2 separate regions of the Muntiacus reevesi genome follow, and region 2 is linked to region 1. Evidence: chromatin contacts called from public Hi-C data. All regions are on one chromosome and are shown on one strand. Each heading gives the region's core, a stretch centred on a gene start, on an enhancer-like site or on the middle of the called end of the contact. The rest is flanking DNA. Distances are from core to core; before and after follow the strand shown.

Evidence for each region. Hi-C and Micro-C count contacts between places; a contact is called where the count stands out from the background.
Region 2: a contact with region 1 is called in a Hi-C map of blood, with 10 times the contacts expected there. The contact joins the promoter of PTPRF here to the promoter of ARTN in region 1. A contact is called at or near these places in 2 of 3 Hi-C or Micro-C datasets (blood and muscle).

Annotation. Positions count from the first base shown.
Region 1 is chr1:160,839,864-160,847,661 of mMunRee1.1, forward strand. It overlaps ARTN (artemin), which reads right to left and starts at 3,950. Exons shown (of 4, transcript XM_065929563.1): 1 at 3,593-3,950; 2 at 2,150-2,211; 3 at 1,723-1,870; 4 at 1,062-1,646. The coding sequence starts at 2,209. The coding sequence ends at 1,159. ST3GAL3 (ST3 beta-galactoside alpha-2,3-sialyltransferase 3) reads right to left here. Exons shown (of 11, transcript XM_065914629.1): 11 at 6,615-7,667. The coding sequence ends at 7,578.
Region 2 is chr1:161,206,099-161,213,258 of mMunRee1.1, forward strand. PTPRF (protein tyrosine phosphatase receptor type F) reads right to left here and starts at 4,383. Exons shown (of 32, transcript XM_065914780.1): 1 at 4,202-4,383.

The DNA.
Region 1 (7,798 bases), core at 2,700-5,199:
TTAAGCTTAATAGCAGAGATCATGGGGTCACTTCTGTAGCCCTGCTGTCTGCAAAGCTTCTGACATAAAATAGGTACTTCATAAATATTTGTTGAATGAATGAATGAATATCCTTCTTCATTACCCAAGATGCGGGTCCTTCTAGATACCTTCAGTCTTTTCCTGCTTTCTTATCTCCATGATGTTCTGTGCTTCATCCCCCCCAAACCAGCCTCCCACTGCACCCTCTTTCCCACCCTCAGCCTTTCCAGCTGCTCTCTTGACGCGGGCTGCTTCACAGAATGTGGGTAGTGAGCTCCCTGTGCTGGGCTATCTGCAAGCACAGGCAGTATATGTGCCTGTCAGGGTGTCCTGAAGGGTAGGACTCTGATCAGTGACAGTGGGGTGGTGCAATCTTTACCATCAAGCAAGCCCCCAGCATGCCTGAGGTCTCAAGGCAATGGCTTTCTCCACCAGTAACCCCAGGTTCCAACTGCTGGGGGCTGTGCAGGGGGTTGTGAATTGGCCTGCTGGGACTAGCGAACACATCTTTGCCACCTCCTCTGTCTGTGTTCCATGCCCCTCAGGTTCCAGAGCTGCTGGGTGAGGGCAAGCAGCCCCAGGCCAGGCTTATGATTGCTGAGTGAGCCTGAAGTTGTGAGCAGGATGGTCAAGGCGGGATCTCCATCCAACTGCTTCTATCCACCCCCATCCAGCCACCATAGCCCAAGAAAGGATCTGACAAACCACAGAAGTAAATAAATAACTTAGAAGTAATAAATAGGGGTCCAGCTCCCGTCAGAGAGTCTAAGGCCCGCTCCAGCACAGGCACTTCAGCAACGAATTACATATCTCCAAATCTGTCCCCCCAGGCCCAGGCTGAGGTTGAGACCGCACACTGCTGGGTTCTCTAGAGGAGTCCTGGGTTCCTGGCCGGGGCAGTGACAGTCTGTGAGCAGCGGGTCCTCGGCTCTCCACAGCTGAGGTCTCTGGTGTCTGCCGGGTTGAGGCTGGCGGGGTGAGACCCCTGGAGCCGCCGGTCAGTCGTGCCTCCCTCTCCGCAGGGCTGATGTCCATCACTCACACGGCCGAAGCCTCCATCTCCGGCCGAGCCCCCAGTGGTCCCAGGCAGTTAGATCCACGGGTCAGGGTCTGTCCGCATGCCCTCGGAGCGAGCCCTCAGCCCAGACAGCCGCAGGCAGTGGCCGAGAGGCGGTCCACGGTCCTCCAGGTGCTGTTGACGTCCATAAACGAGACGGCCTCGTAGCTCGTGGGTCGGCAGCAGGGCTGGCTGACGGGCCGCGAACCCGGGGGCGGCCGCAGGGCCCCGGCGTGCAGCAAGTTGGCCAGGCTGAGGTCGTGCGGGGAGCGGGCGCGGCGGCAGGAGCCGCTGCAGAAGCGGAACCGCACCAGCTCGTCGGAGCGGTGGCCCAGGCCGAGCGCGCGCACCGGCACCAGCTGCGAGCGCAGGCGACAGCCCCGCGCCCCCGCGGCCCGCGCGCGGCTTCCCCGGCTCGCTCGGCCGCCCCGGGCCCCCGCCCGCGCCGCGCGGGCCCCGCGAGGGGGTGCGGGCGAGGGCGAGGGCGCTGGCGGCGGGGGCGCGGGCCGGGGCGGCGGGGGCGCCGGGCGCCGGGCTCTTCCGCCGCATAGACGGGCCGCGCGGCCCCCTAGAACGAGACGCAGTTACGCTCGGGTCCCCAGCCCGCCCGCCACGCGCCCTCGCCCTCTCGCCCTCTCACCTACCCGGCAGGGGGCCCGCGGGGGACGGCGGGGCGGGCGTGGGGCCTTCGCGGGGGACCGGGCTGCGGGGCGCGGGGCCCAGGGAGGCCTCACCCTCGGCGACGCTGCTCAGCAGGGCCAGAGCGGCCAGGGTGGGCCACAGGGCAGGCTGCTGGAAGAGACGATGGGGAGCCTCAGGGGGGAAGAGGACAGCCTGGTAGGGTCTGGAAGGGGCTGGGGCCCGACAGAAGGGTTGGAGGATAGTGGGCCAGCAGCCCAGGCAGCCTGGAGAAGGCATCCCTGGAGGGCACTGACCTTGCTCCTTCCCCCGGCCCTCCCTGACCATTTCCCCACCCACTTCTGGTACCTGCCCCCCGGAGCCATGCTCTCCCTCCCAGGTCAAGCCACCTTTCCTCAATACCCGGTAGAAGTCTGTGGGAGAACCGCTCACCTGCCTCCTAGGCCCGGCCCGGAGGGGCAGCACAGAAGGGCCTCCACGTCCAGGCGCCATCTCTGTCAACACCAGGAGCTCCCATCAGTTGTAGCCGACCTGTTCCCCCACCCTCCTCTTGAGGCAGCTTGGAACATGGAGAGATGAGTTATCCTCAGAGCAGGTCATCCCTCCACTTCAGCTTCTCCAGGTGAGGGACAAGGGGCCTGGGCAGCTGGGCTCAACCCAAAAGAAGTGGCTGCATCGAAAACCTAGCTATGTGGTGGCGCTCTGCACCTGTTTCCTTTCAGACTTCATAACTCCATGAGGTAAATGGTATATATCATCCCCATTTTCCAGACCAGGAAACAAGGCTCAGAGAGAAGCTCAGCAGTTACCTAAAGTCACAAGGGTAGACCCACAAGCTGTGCGGGGAAGGGAACTTCCTGCCCTGTGCTGCAGGGCTGGAAAAGAGAGCAGCTGGGCACCCTGACCTCACAGAGAGCCTTCTCTCCATACTGCAGGGTAGCAAGTTGTGGCCTGGAGAAGAATGAAGGTGCTTGTGGGTTGCCCTGAGTTATTGGATGACAGTGAGGTCCAGGCTTCAGCCTGTGCTGCCCACCCGAGTGTTGCTGCACCTGGCTCCTCTGTGGTCTCTGTCTGGATGCAGAGCTGCCTGACCACAGATGTCTTCTCTTCTGACCACAGACAGCCTTCAAGAGCCAGCAGGTGGTAGAGGCTGAGGAGCTCTCTAGGAACAGGGGGTCTGGGCCATGGCTTTCTATGACCACCAGGGGGCAGCATCTGTCAAGTCTGTGGACTCAAAGTAGGGTGGGCTTTCCCCCTACCCTCAGCCCGACTCAGGCCCCAGCAACTCCCAGGAGTTGCTTCCTACACCAGCCTGGTCCCTGAGAGCTGAGCCACCCTGAGAGCTGGTCCAGGTCTGTCCGCCTGCAAGCTCCCTCTGGATCTGGCAGCCTGGACCTGCTCCTAGAAGTTTCCCCCATGAACCATCCTTCCTGAGCTCAGTCGGCCTTTCAGAGTCCCACCAATTTTTATGAGCCCGCACTGCCTGGCACTCCCAAACACCTCTCTGGAGCCCTGGAGCCTTCATGAGCCCTCACTAGCCGGCCTGCTCTTGGGTCCCAGCTGTCACCTCTAGCCTCACCCCCGGCGCACAGAATGTCGCTGTACCTGTGGGCCAGGTACAGGGCCTGGTGAGGCCCTCCAGTGCCAGATGTGCTCGCCTAGCAGAATTTGGGCCTGAGGAGTCAGGGTAGTGACTTGTTCTCACTGATGGAAGGTAAGCCTAGCAAGGTAGGGTTAAAGGCCCCTGCACTAGGGGGAGCCCAGGAGCAGGTCTCTTGTGGGCAGCTCAGGCCCTCCGGCCCCCTCCCGGCCATCTGGGGCCACCTGGTCCTCCAGCCCTTGCCTGGCCGCCCCATCTAGCAGCCCGATACTCACCCCGGGGGTTCTGTGTTCTGTTCTTCTAGACACCTTTCCTGGAACCAGAGCTGGGCTTTCCCCCGCAGCCCAGAAGGTTCATGCCCAGGGCTGTGCAGCTGGCAGCGCCTCTCTTAGCCAAAAGCGAGGTCTTGGCAGCCAGTCTGAGCCCTGTAGCGGCGGCAGGAGCCTCACATTACGGCAGCGGGCCGGCAGGGCTAGGCAGGGCTAGCACAGTCCGACAAGCAACTAGAGGGACTGAGGGGGGCTGGGAGGGGCGGGGAGCTGCACAGCGGGCCCAGGAGAGGGAGAATGTGAGAAAGGAGTGGAAGGGGACAACCCTGGCCGCTCCCCCCTAGCCCCTGGGCTGGGACGAGGGGTGGGCAAACAGGTCGGCTTACCGCGAGTGCAGGGCTCTGGGTCCGGGACACAGCAAGGGCTGGGACCCGAGGGACCTGCTGCTGGCGGAGCCCGTGGGCCGTGTCTGGGGGCCGAGCCCAACTCCATCCCTCAGCAGCCTCTTGCCCGCCGCCGTCCGGTGTCAAATTCCAGCCCTGGCGTCACCGGATCCTGGGGTGGGGCCCGAGCACTCCCCCACCCCGCCCTACCTTTCAGGGCTCACCTGGCCGCTCCACCCTCTGGAATCCGGTCCCCCTCGCTCCACTAAGGTCCCCCGAGGTAGGGGGGAGGAGAAACTGGGGAGGGCCCCCATGTCGGTGCAGAGGCGCAGACACTGGGTGTTCAGAGTTTGGAGACACTTGGAGTAGGGAGTTGGGAGGCCGGGCAGAGGGCGGGAGAGGGAGGGGATGGGCCGGTCCCTGCCTTGGGCCACTGGCGTTTGGGTTCCTGTCGTCCTGGCTGGCCGCTCTGTGCTAGCTGCTCTCTGATCCACCACTAGTTTCTTCTCTCAACAGACTCATCGCACTCAAGTCCGCAAGGCACCGAGCTGGGGTTTTCAAGGTCCGACCCGGCTCTAGAGGCCCCAGCCCCTCTGGCCCCAGCCCCTCTGCTAGACCCAGCGCTTCCCCTCCACTGCCGCCTGGGGCTTGGAGTACAGACACACCTGCAAAGGCCGCTGCTCAGCCTGGCACAGCGAGGGCAGAGTGGTAGGAGTGGGTGCCAGGGCTGAAGAAGAGCAGGGTCCCGGAGGAAGAAGGTTTGCACCGGAGGGTTGAGGTAGGAGCTGGAGGGTTGTATTTAAGATGCTTAATTATGGCAGTTTGACTGGTGGGCTCGAGGTTGGGTGAGTAACATGGGTAGAAATAAAGAAAGGCCAGATGCTGTGTGTCCTCATAGGGAGTCTGGACTTTATTCTGGGGACCGCCGAACTTGTTTCAGGTCAGAGAATGGTGTGATCAAACGTGCATTTCTGTGGCTAACTCTGGCTGCAGTGAGGAGGATGGTTTGGAGGTAGGTCAGGAGGCTTCTGGGGGAGAGAGGAATCTGAAGCTGAATTATGGGGAGAGTGTGGGGCTTTGGGGGCTCTTTGCCAGTTCTCTTTTTGAGAACTCAGTTGGTGTCAGATTGGATGGGGTGGGGCCGTAGGACAGTCTGCCTTTGGTCTGGGTGACCAGGTGGAGGGGATTCATTCTGGCTGGGGCTCCTGGAGCAGAGGCAGGCTGTGGACAGGAGCTCATGAGTTCGGTGTCGGTTGTGCCAAGCTGTGGGGACCTGTGGATTACCATAGTGGAAATGTTCAGGAAGTGACTGAATTTGTAGCCTGGAGAAAGTGAAGAGAGCTGGGCTGGAGATAGCAATTTGGGAACTGTTGACCAACTGACCATTGCAAGCCGTGGGTGGGGATGAAAGTGCTCAAGGGACGCATGTGGACCAGCTGTACTCTGGCTGTGTGTCAGAACCATCTGTGGACCTTTTAAAGCTACCCAAATCTGGGCCCACCCCCAGACCCGAATCAGACTGGGCAAGTGCAGTTTTCCACATCTGCACAGGTGATTCTGGTGTGTGCAGGCGGAGAACCACGACTTTGGGGAGAGCAGTTCACGTGCAGCGCTGGGGACTAGAAGCTTAACTGTCTCCCCAGGCAGCGAGCAGCTCTGCTCACACCAGGCCAGCTGCCCAGTTGTGCGGGGGCTTCTTCCCCAGGGCTGCAGCTTGCTGGCATGCAGCCTATGCCCTGTACAACTGCAGGGGGCGCCATTCACGTAGCACACGGTACGCCCTGGAGTTTGCATCAGAACGGCCTTGTCTCCAGAAGAAGGGAAGGAAGTTTCTGGGTCTCCCTGTCGCTTAGTCAGGGCTTCGCTTTCTCCTCCGCAGAGGAGGTTTCTGTCTGAGGACAAAGTGCCACTGTATAGGGGCATGTGGGAGTCCGGAAGGGGATGGCACTCGGATTGGGATGTCAGGTGAGAGGTGAGGGGCCAGCCAGCCCCACCTGCTGCCACCTGGCAGCTCTGGTAGGAAACTCACACCCAGGCCTGTGGCCTCAGGGGCAGGCATGTGCTGGCCTTTCTCGGGCTGGCCAGCCATGCGAGGGAAGGGACACAGCAGATTTCAGGGCTCTGGGGGGTAAGGTTAGGATGTCCTTTCCACTACTTGCCAGGGGGATCCTGGAGCTGGGCTCTGCCTTCCTGTTCTGTGCAGGAAGAGGGTGCCGAGGGAAGACCGTGCGCTGAGGGGGAGGGTGGGGCTGCCAGGAGTGGGTGAGGTCTGTGGGCTGCTCTGCGTTGGGCACTGGGCAGTGCCACTTTCTGGTGCTTGCAGGAATCTCTGTCCCTGTAGAGCTCCGGCTGTGATGACCCAGCGGCACTGTCCTAAGGCTGTTGTCTTCAGTCCCTTGCCCTCTAGCTCCTTTAGGGGGGCACCAGGGTAGACTCCAGAGCATGCCCTTGGTTTGCTTCTCAGGGCAAAGGGGGTCCAGGGCTGCTGAGGGACAGGGGAGGTTCCAGAAGGCCCCTAGGTGACCACGCAGGTCCTGCAGCTGGGAAAGGTGGAAAGAGGGCTGGAGAGATGGCTCTCGGTTTAGTGTGGCTGCTGAAGTACCTGTTTCTTCCAGAAAAGTCAGAAAAAGCGAGAGGAGACAGGCTCAGGGAAGAGCTTTATTGCTTCCATGATGGCTGCCCAGCAGGGCTGCTGCAGCCGGGTGAAGTCCTGGTGCCTCACTTCCCTCTGGTCCAGGCTAAAGGCAGAACCCGAGGGCCTGGCAGTCTCGTTGCTGAAACCCGGAACAGTTGCCAGGTAGGCTGCTCCAGGCCTGCAGCACTGTCCTGGGGGTCGGTTGCAGCTGGGGTGGGGGTGGGGGCCGTTCCCATCAGGCTGGGCCAGGCCATGCCTCCAGAACGTTGAAGTTCTCTCCGCTCAAGTCCAGGGGCGTCTTGTTGCCTTAAAGGATGGCTCCAGGTTTTCCCTGTGGGGCAGCTGGGGGCTGCTGAGCGGGACTATCCCCTCTGCTCCCCAAGAAAGGCCAAACACTGTTATGAGCGGGAGGGGGCTGGCCTGAGGTCCTGCCCACCTCCCCTTGACCCCGGAACAGGGCACAGGCTAGTCCTGGCACTCCCACGCTACGGGGAGCCCGTTGGGACCACTGCCTGAGGGGCCCTTTAGCGGGTCTCTTTCTGCATGGCCAGTGGACCAAACGTGACATCTCCAACCTGATTAAAAAATAAATTATCCCTACCCTCCCCCCACCCCAAATTCACAAAGTGATAATACACCGAACACTGATTAGAGAAATGATTCTGGCAGCAGCTTTGCTGCCTAGCGTCCACCTCCTGCATGCTGGGCCCGCTGGGCACAACCAGTGGCCTCCTGGCCTTCTGGCTTCAAGGACCCAGACTGAGGTGAAGGCCGAGTGCTGGGCTCTGAGGCTGGCCTCTGAGCAGACATAGCTCTGGCTGCTCTGCCAAGGCCTCGCCACCCCTGGGGCCACTTGGCACGGTCCTTCTCCCGGTCTGAAGGCTCCCGTGCCTCTCAGGCAGAGCCAGGCTGAGGCCAGTGAAGTGGGCGGGTGGTGGTGGCTGGACCTCTGTGGCCATGTGCTGGGTGCACCTCAGATACCACTGGTGAGGTCAGTGATGACACGCGCTTTCACCAGTTTCCGCAGAAACTCTTTCTCTCGCTGAATGTTGTGCGTCCAGGACTGAAAGGGAAGGCGGAGTTGCAGTCAGTTGGACAGGCCAAGTGGCTGCAGGGATGGAGCCTTGCTAGAATGCTGCAGGCTCCCAGGGCTCTGTGCCCTCTTCTGAGACCACCACCCTCCGCCACTCCAGA
Region 2 (7,160 bases), core at 3,133-5,632, 370 kb after region 1:
AATTGCAGCTACTTTAGGTGAGCAGATGCCCAAAGAGTTTTAAAAGCCCTTCCCACTGTGATTCTGATGGGGTGGGTTTGCATCGCCCGCTTTGATGATTATTACAATAAGAACTGCTAACACCGAGACAGCAATCCTTACTAGATGCCAGGCCCTGTTCTAAGCACTTTCTGCATATTAACTTCAATCTTCCAAGCACCGCACAAGACATGGACTTCTGTTATATCCATTTTGACAAAAGGGAAAGTGAATTCAGAGATGTTAAGCAACTTGTTCAAGGTCACACTGCTATTAAGTGGTTTTGAACCCAGCAGTTTGAAACTAGAGCCTACATTTTTCACCAGTGAGGCTGTCCCTTGGGCACAGCTCTAACACGCTCTCATCCTTCCTCAGACCTCTCTCCGGAGCTCCAGATTCTCACACACATCTCCCTCCTAAAAGACCCCCTCATCCCACCCTCAAATACTCCAAGCATCTCCAAGGCCAAAAGGTTGAACCATGAGCTTATTATCTGCCTCTCCCCAAATCCACCTCTCATGCCCAAGTCCCTGGCTCAGTGAAAGCCCTATTCAGTCACTCCCAGGAACCTAGACCCCTTCCTCTCCCTCACTCCCACGTCCAATAAATCATCCTGTCCTAATAAATGTGTGCCTTGTAAATGGCTCCATGCTACCAAACCACCATTTTCTCTCATCTGACTTACCTTCACCCTTCTCATTGGGTATCCTATTTCCATTTACTTCCCGCAGCCATAGAATCCTCTTCTGGAAACATGAATCTGATCACAGCACATTCCACACACCCCACCCTCTCATTCAAGCTTTAATTATTTGGTGTTTCCCTTTTTGTGTTCTCAGAGTAAAGTCATAGTTATTTAACAGGGCATTAGATTTGCTCTATCTCTGAACACACCACAAGTGATAAGACTTCTGGGTGTCTAGACATACTTTTTTTTTTCCTGCTTGGAGTGCCTTTTCTTCCATTGGAAAACTCCTATTCATCCCTCAAAACCCAATTCAGATAGCTCATTTTCTTGGTCTTCTTTGGGACTCATCTCATCTTGATCTCTGAACTTGTGGTGAACTCCTCCAATCTTCTAACCTCAGTTCAGAATGGCGGCTGCTTCAGGTGATGCTGATGCTGGGCTTAACCTCAGTAGTTCCTAAGGGGTGGGCTGCCTCTTCTACACAGCAGTTAGTCCCATAGGAAGCATGGCAGCCCAGCCGAAAGTGCCTAGCCTAGAGTCTGGCGCACAGTCGGCAATCAATAAGAGGTTGCTGAGTTGCTCTGCATTCTCATGATGCAGTCTGTTCCCCCAGGGACCATGAGCTTCTCAAGGGCAGGGCCCTGGCTGCCAGCGTGGTCCAAGCACACAGCAGTGTCAGTCACACGGGAAGCAATCACCACTGCTGCTGACACACTGCCACACAGGGGATTCCCACGACAGCCTTAGCACCCAGCGAGGGCTGGACGACTCTTCCATTTTATAGGGGGTGAAACTGAGACTCAGGGAGAACAGGATCTCCCCAAGGTCTCAAACTGCAAAGTGGAGGGGCTGTAGTGTATGTCACAGCCTCTGTAGGAAGGGGTCCGGGTCCTATCTCCTGCTGACTGTACTGGACTTTCACAGTCAGGACTGATGAGAACAAGAGTGGAGCGAGCACAGAGAGCAAAGGCCAGCATTTTGCTGCACAGAAATACAATTCCCAAGTAAGGTAGCCAGGCTGCTCTTACTGTAACGCTGCCCCCCTCCCCGAAACCCCCTCCCCAACTGCTTCACCAGCACCCAAACCTAGCCTCCTCTCCCAGAAGCCAGGACACCATACACACGCTCACTACGTGCACAAGGCTGACCAGAGGGGAGGCCAGGAGCTACAGGAGGAAGGAGAGAGGAAGATGAAATGTGAAATATGAAAACTATTTCCTTTTTCAAGGGAAAAAAGAGGGAAGAGGAAAAGCAAACAGAACTAGAGATGTTTCCAACGACAAGGGGAAACTGAGCAGGCAAAAATGTACGAGAAAAAGTGTACACAGGATGCACGAGGCTGCACATGTACACACACCCTTCCTAGACCGTGCACAGGGGCGGGTGCAGTGAGCGTGTAAGCAAGCACTCAGGCTGGGACATGGGCGTGCAAACACAGCAGATTTTGGAGCTCTGGCTGCTGCGCAGGCCCAAGTGTGCAAATGAGAGGGCACTGGGGAGACAAGTGGATATGGAGTGCAGGTGGGGGTGGGAGGGTGAGCTGAGTGTGGAAATAGGGGAGTGTGAGTGTGTGGTCTGGGCTGGGGCTGTGGATGTGGGGGTACTTGGGGAGGCTCACCTGCGCCTTCCTGAAGCCCTAGGCTCATTCATACCATCAGTTAAAAACTGGGATTTTCTTGCTCCCTGAAGCAAGAGTTAATAAGGAACCAAGCATAGAATTTCCTGAGATTTTTCTGACAGAACCTTGCTCTGGATCCCACTGGATGCCTGATGCCTCTCAAAGGATCCCTCAGCAGATCTCCTGCCTTCTCGGGGGATCCTTCACCATTGAGGATCCCCCTGGAAGCACCAGCCCTGGATCCTTTTCCAGGCCTCCCACCCCAATGCACTTCTCTGGTCAGATCCCGCACCAGGTCACTCTGGGAGCCCAAAGGGAGTCTTCATCACCAACACTTCCGCAGTCCAGACTCCCGGGCCTGCTCCCCGGGGGGGCCCCCAGGGGAATCCAGAGGACCCTCCCCCCTACTCCTGCCAGCAGCCTCCTTTCCATTTCACAGCTCAGACAGGTACCCGGCACCCACCCATCAACCTGTTCCAACTCGGGGGCCCTGCACTGGGGGGTGGGGGGTGTTGAAAAGAGGAGAAAAACTAGCCCCTCCCCCACCCTGGGGTGGACGAACCAGAGGGGCAGCATTCCAGAGGAAAGAGGAGGAGGTCTGGGTCTCTGCAAAGGGGCGGCAGAGATTCCAGTCCGTGGGAGACAGAGACAGCAAGAGACAGGCAAGAGACTCGACAAGAGACCCGGGAAGCGAGATCCAGAGATGGGGGAGGGAGCACAGAGAGACCTGGGAAGAGAGAGCAGAAAGCCGGGAAGAGCACAGAGAGACCCAGGGAAAGAACGCAGAGACCCAAGAGAAGGAACACGGAGACCCGGCAAAGAGCACAGAGAGCCGGGGGAAAGAACACAGAGACCCAGCGAGAGAGAACAGGGAGACCCCGGGGGGAGTCGCAGACAGCAGAGAGACCCCGGGATTGCTTGGGGGGTGGAGTGGGTTGAAAGTGGGAGGCCGCGACACGGGGAGACAGAGATACAGAGGCTTTGAAGGGCGTAGAGAGACGGAAACACGGAGGGAAAAGGAGAAATAAGCCGAGACAGGATCGCGGGCATAGCGATGAGGACCGGGGCACACCAACACGGGACGGGACGGGACGCCGGGCGGCAACTGAGTGAACTTTCCGGAGCGGGTCCGAGTGGACACGTCCTCACGGGACAGGTCGCCCCAGGGCCTTCGGGTCACTGCACCCGGGAGGGGCGGGTACAGCCCGGCCCAGCTCCTCCCCAGCCCGCGCCGGCGACCTGGGCGTGGGGGGGTTGGGAGTGGGGGTTTCCAAACTCGCGCCTCGCGCACCCCGGGACGGCACGTGCGCCCGGGCCGCGAGCAAGACGGGGGCGCGGCGGCTGCGGATCCCCCGCCGGCGGGGAGGGGGCGCCTGTGCGGCGGGGGCGGGGGCGCGGCCTGGACCCGCCTGGAGCTGGGGAGGCGGTGGGAGGCTGAGGGCCGCCCCCGGAGCGTGTCCGCGCCGGTGGTGGGGGCAGACGAGGCGGGACCCAGGAGGGGGAGCCCCGACGCAAAAGGGAAACTTTGCGCTGGGGGGGTGGGGGGCGCCGCGGGCTGCGGCTCAGGTGCGGCGGGAGGGAGGGGGCGAGGCGGAGAAAGGGGAAGACGGCGAGGGGCGGCAGGGAGCTAGCCAGCCGGCGGCGGGGTTGGGGGGGGGCGTCTGCCGCGGGGTAGCGCGGGGAGGAGCCGCCGGGCTTGGTGGGGGCGCTAAGCCGAGGCGGCGGGCGCGGCAGGTGGGGGCGCGGCCCGGCCTAAGCGGCGCCCCCAGCCCCCCGGGACCGCCCCCAGCTCAGCTCGGCGAACGCGGGGAGAGGGCGGGGGAGTGGGAAAGGGACCGATGCGGAGGGAACTGGAAGGGGGCCCGGGGGTCACTCACCGCCTATCCAGGGGCCGTCGGTCCGCATGTCCCCCCCAAGCCGCTGGGGCCGCTGCTCCCGCTCCTCTTCTGCCGCCGCCGCCGCCACCGGATCCCACTCCCGCCACCGCCACCCGAGCTGGAGCCGGAGCCGGAGCTGGAGCCGCCGCCTCTGCCGCCGCCTCTGCCGCCGCCGCCACCGATTCCGCCGCTCCCGCGCCAGCTCCAGCCGCGTGCCCGCGCCCACGCCCGCGCCCCTGCCCCTGCCGTGCGCGTCCCCGGCGCCGCCCCTCCCCTCGTGCACTCTCGCTCGTAGAGCTGCTGAGCCGCGTAGGCCCGAGACCGCAACCCAGACCCGCGTCTAAACCCGCCCGGACCCCAATACAGAACCGGAACCCCAATAATGAGCACGGGCAGACCCAAACTTCCATACGAAGTCCGGATCCTATTAGAGGCTCCCAATCCAAATGTGAACCTGATACTACTCTAGGACCCCATTTTTTTCCTCCGTAGAGATCTGAACCTGCTATTGAGTCCAGACCCACCCCCAACTCAATAGTAAGTCCAAACCCCTAAATCTGCCATGAAATTGGCTCGAGTAGTAGTTTTAATCTGAACCCCTATATTAACCTGAAATACCAATTCTTAGGCTAAAACCGCTTTATCACCTCTACTTGATCGTGACCCCAGCATCAACCCTGGTCCTTAAATGGACCCCAGTACCAATGCTGAGCCCCAATCCCTGTGTGAACCTTAAAGTCCAATAGCTACCTTGCTACGGTAGCTACTCAGCACTTTTTTGTGAACCCCAAGCCTTTTCATAAAATTAATACTGCAGTCCTAGCCCCAGGTCAATACCAACACACCTTGTGAACTAGGATTGAGTCCCTAGAAAAGGACCCTAATACAAATACTGACCTCAGACCTCATCCATTTGAGGGGCCATCTAAGACCCTAACTTGACTCACCTCTAGTGGTAATCTTGGAACCTAAGATTTATGAGACTGGCTTTGTAGAAGCTCCACACAAATCCACTGCAGCCCCATACTCACTCTACTCCTCTGACCCAAAGTCAACCCACACCTGAGGCTGGCCAACCCCAAAATCAACAATGCCAACTGTGGACCTGAGTCAGGTCCTGAATTGGCCCTTAGTTCAGCACTTGATGGTGTCCTCCAAGCCTGATATAAACCTCAGTATTGAATTTCTGACTCCTCATATCAAACTTAAATGCTGACCCTATAAATCTCTGGCTAAACCAATAACTTACCAGAAGATTTACTACAGGTCCTAACTCATAGGAACTTGGTGAGCTCCAAACCAAGAGCCACACCTTGGCACCAAAGTCTCTGATCTCAGACCTACCTACCAGGCAGTCCATGTCACATCAGCCCTCTCCTGCCTACCCACCTCATAAAAGATGGGGAGCCTACCCCGACTGCCTAGGTCAGATGAGGACCCCTATGGGGTCTCTGATCTGTGGGGTCTCTGTGATATCTCTATGAGTCTGGGGGTCAGGTAAGAAATAAAATCTGGAGATTGTTGAAGCACCTGGATTCCTGGAGCACAGTGTAATGTGCAGGGCAGAGGTAGAGGTGGGGGGTCTGGGGCTATGAGCTGAGTGGAGTTCTGGTTACCACCTAATTCACTGCCTGCTTTTGCCCTGGACTTGAATTTAGAAGCGGTGTGTGTGCGCCCCCTCGTGTGTGAGAAGGGGATGGGAGTGAATCTGGGCAAACAATCAGATTCGGATTCCAGATGACAAACGGATCAAAAATGAACATTCCTAGTCTGTGGTTTTTTATCCACTGATAATTTTGGTGTCCTGTGGAGGAGGCATTGCAAGTTTTGTGCATCTTTAGACAGTTTGGCCTGTTTTTCAGAAGCGGAGTGAGTTTAGGCTTCGGGGGAGGGTTTCTTCTAAATTTAAAAAAGTATACTTTCTGGCCAGTGATGCCTGCTCCTTGCTGACTCATGAAAACAGTTCTTCTTGGCTTCACTGGCCTACACTCCTTCCCTGTTTGCCATTTCTCAGTCTCTTTTTTACCATCTCCTATTCCTCCCAGGGTCTGTCTACACTGTCCCTTCTTGCTCTCTGCCCATGGTCCGTCTCCACCACCACCAACCTAATGCTGATGACTTCCCAATCTCTCTCCCTGGTGTGGGTCTCCTGGGCAAGAATACTGGAGTGGGTTGCCATTCCCTTCTCTAGGGGATCTTTCCAACCCGGGAATTGAAGCCAGATCTCCTGCATTGCAGGCAGATTCTTTATTGTCTGAGCCACCAAGGAAGTCCTGTTCTAAGCGCGGGACCCATATTTCCAAGAGTCTTCTCTAGACCACTCCCCGGTTGTTGGACAGGTAAACTGAATTCACTGTCTCTTCCACCCCAGATCTGCTGGAAGTCCCATCTCAGGCAGCACCTCATTCAATCAGTCACTGGACCAGAAACAGGGTGTCTTCCCTCCTGCACCTTCATCTAACGCAAACTATAAAATCTGAAATATAGAAAGGAGCTAGAGATCATCCCAAGGGAGGTGAGCGGGAGTGAGGGATGGAGAGAGAATAAATGGGGAGGGGAGGAGATGGGAAAGAGACAGAGATAGAGAGCTTTTGACTTTTGGGCTTCAGTTCACACAAAAATCTCTCACACATAGTCATAAAAAACACCTCTTAAGACTTACTCTGTGGGACTTCACAGTAGTTTAGTGGCTAGGACCTTGAACTCCTTTTACAGGGGACCTAGGTTCGAGCCCTGGAAACCTAGGGCTCTAGGTTCCTCTAGTCTGGGAACTAGATCCCACATGCCACAACTGAAGATCCCATGGGCCTAAACTAAAAAGATCCTGCATGCCGCAACTGAGACTCAGCACAGCCAAATAAATAAATGAAATATTTTTAAAAAGATCTCAGTCAGTGACAGTGGCTTCTCACACTCTCTCTCTCTATATATATATATATGAAGACTCTATGTTGAGTGG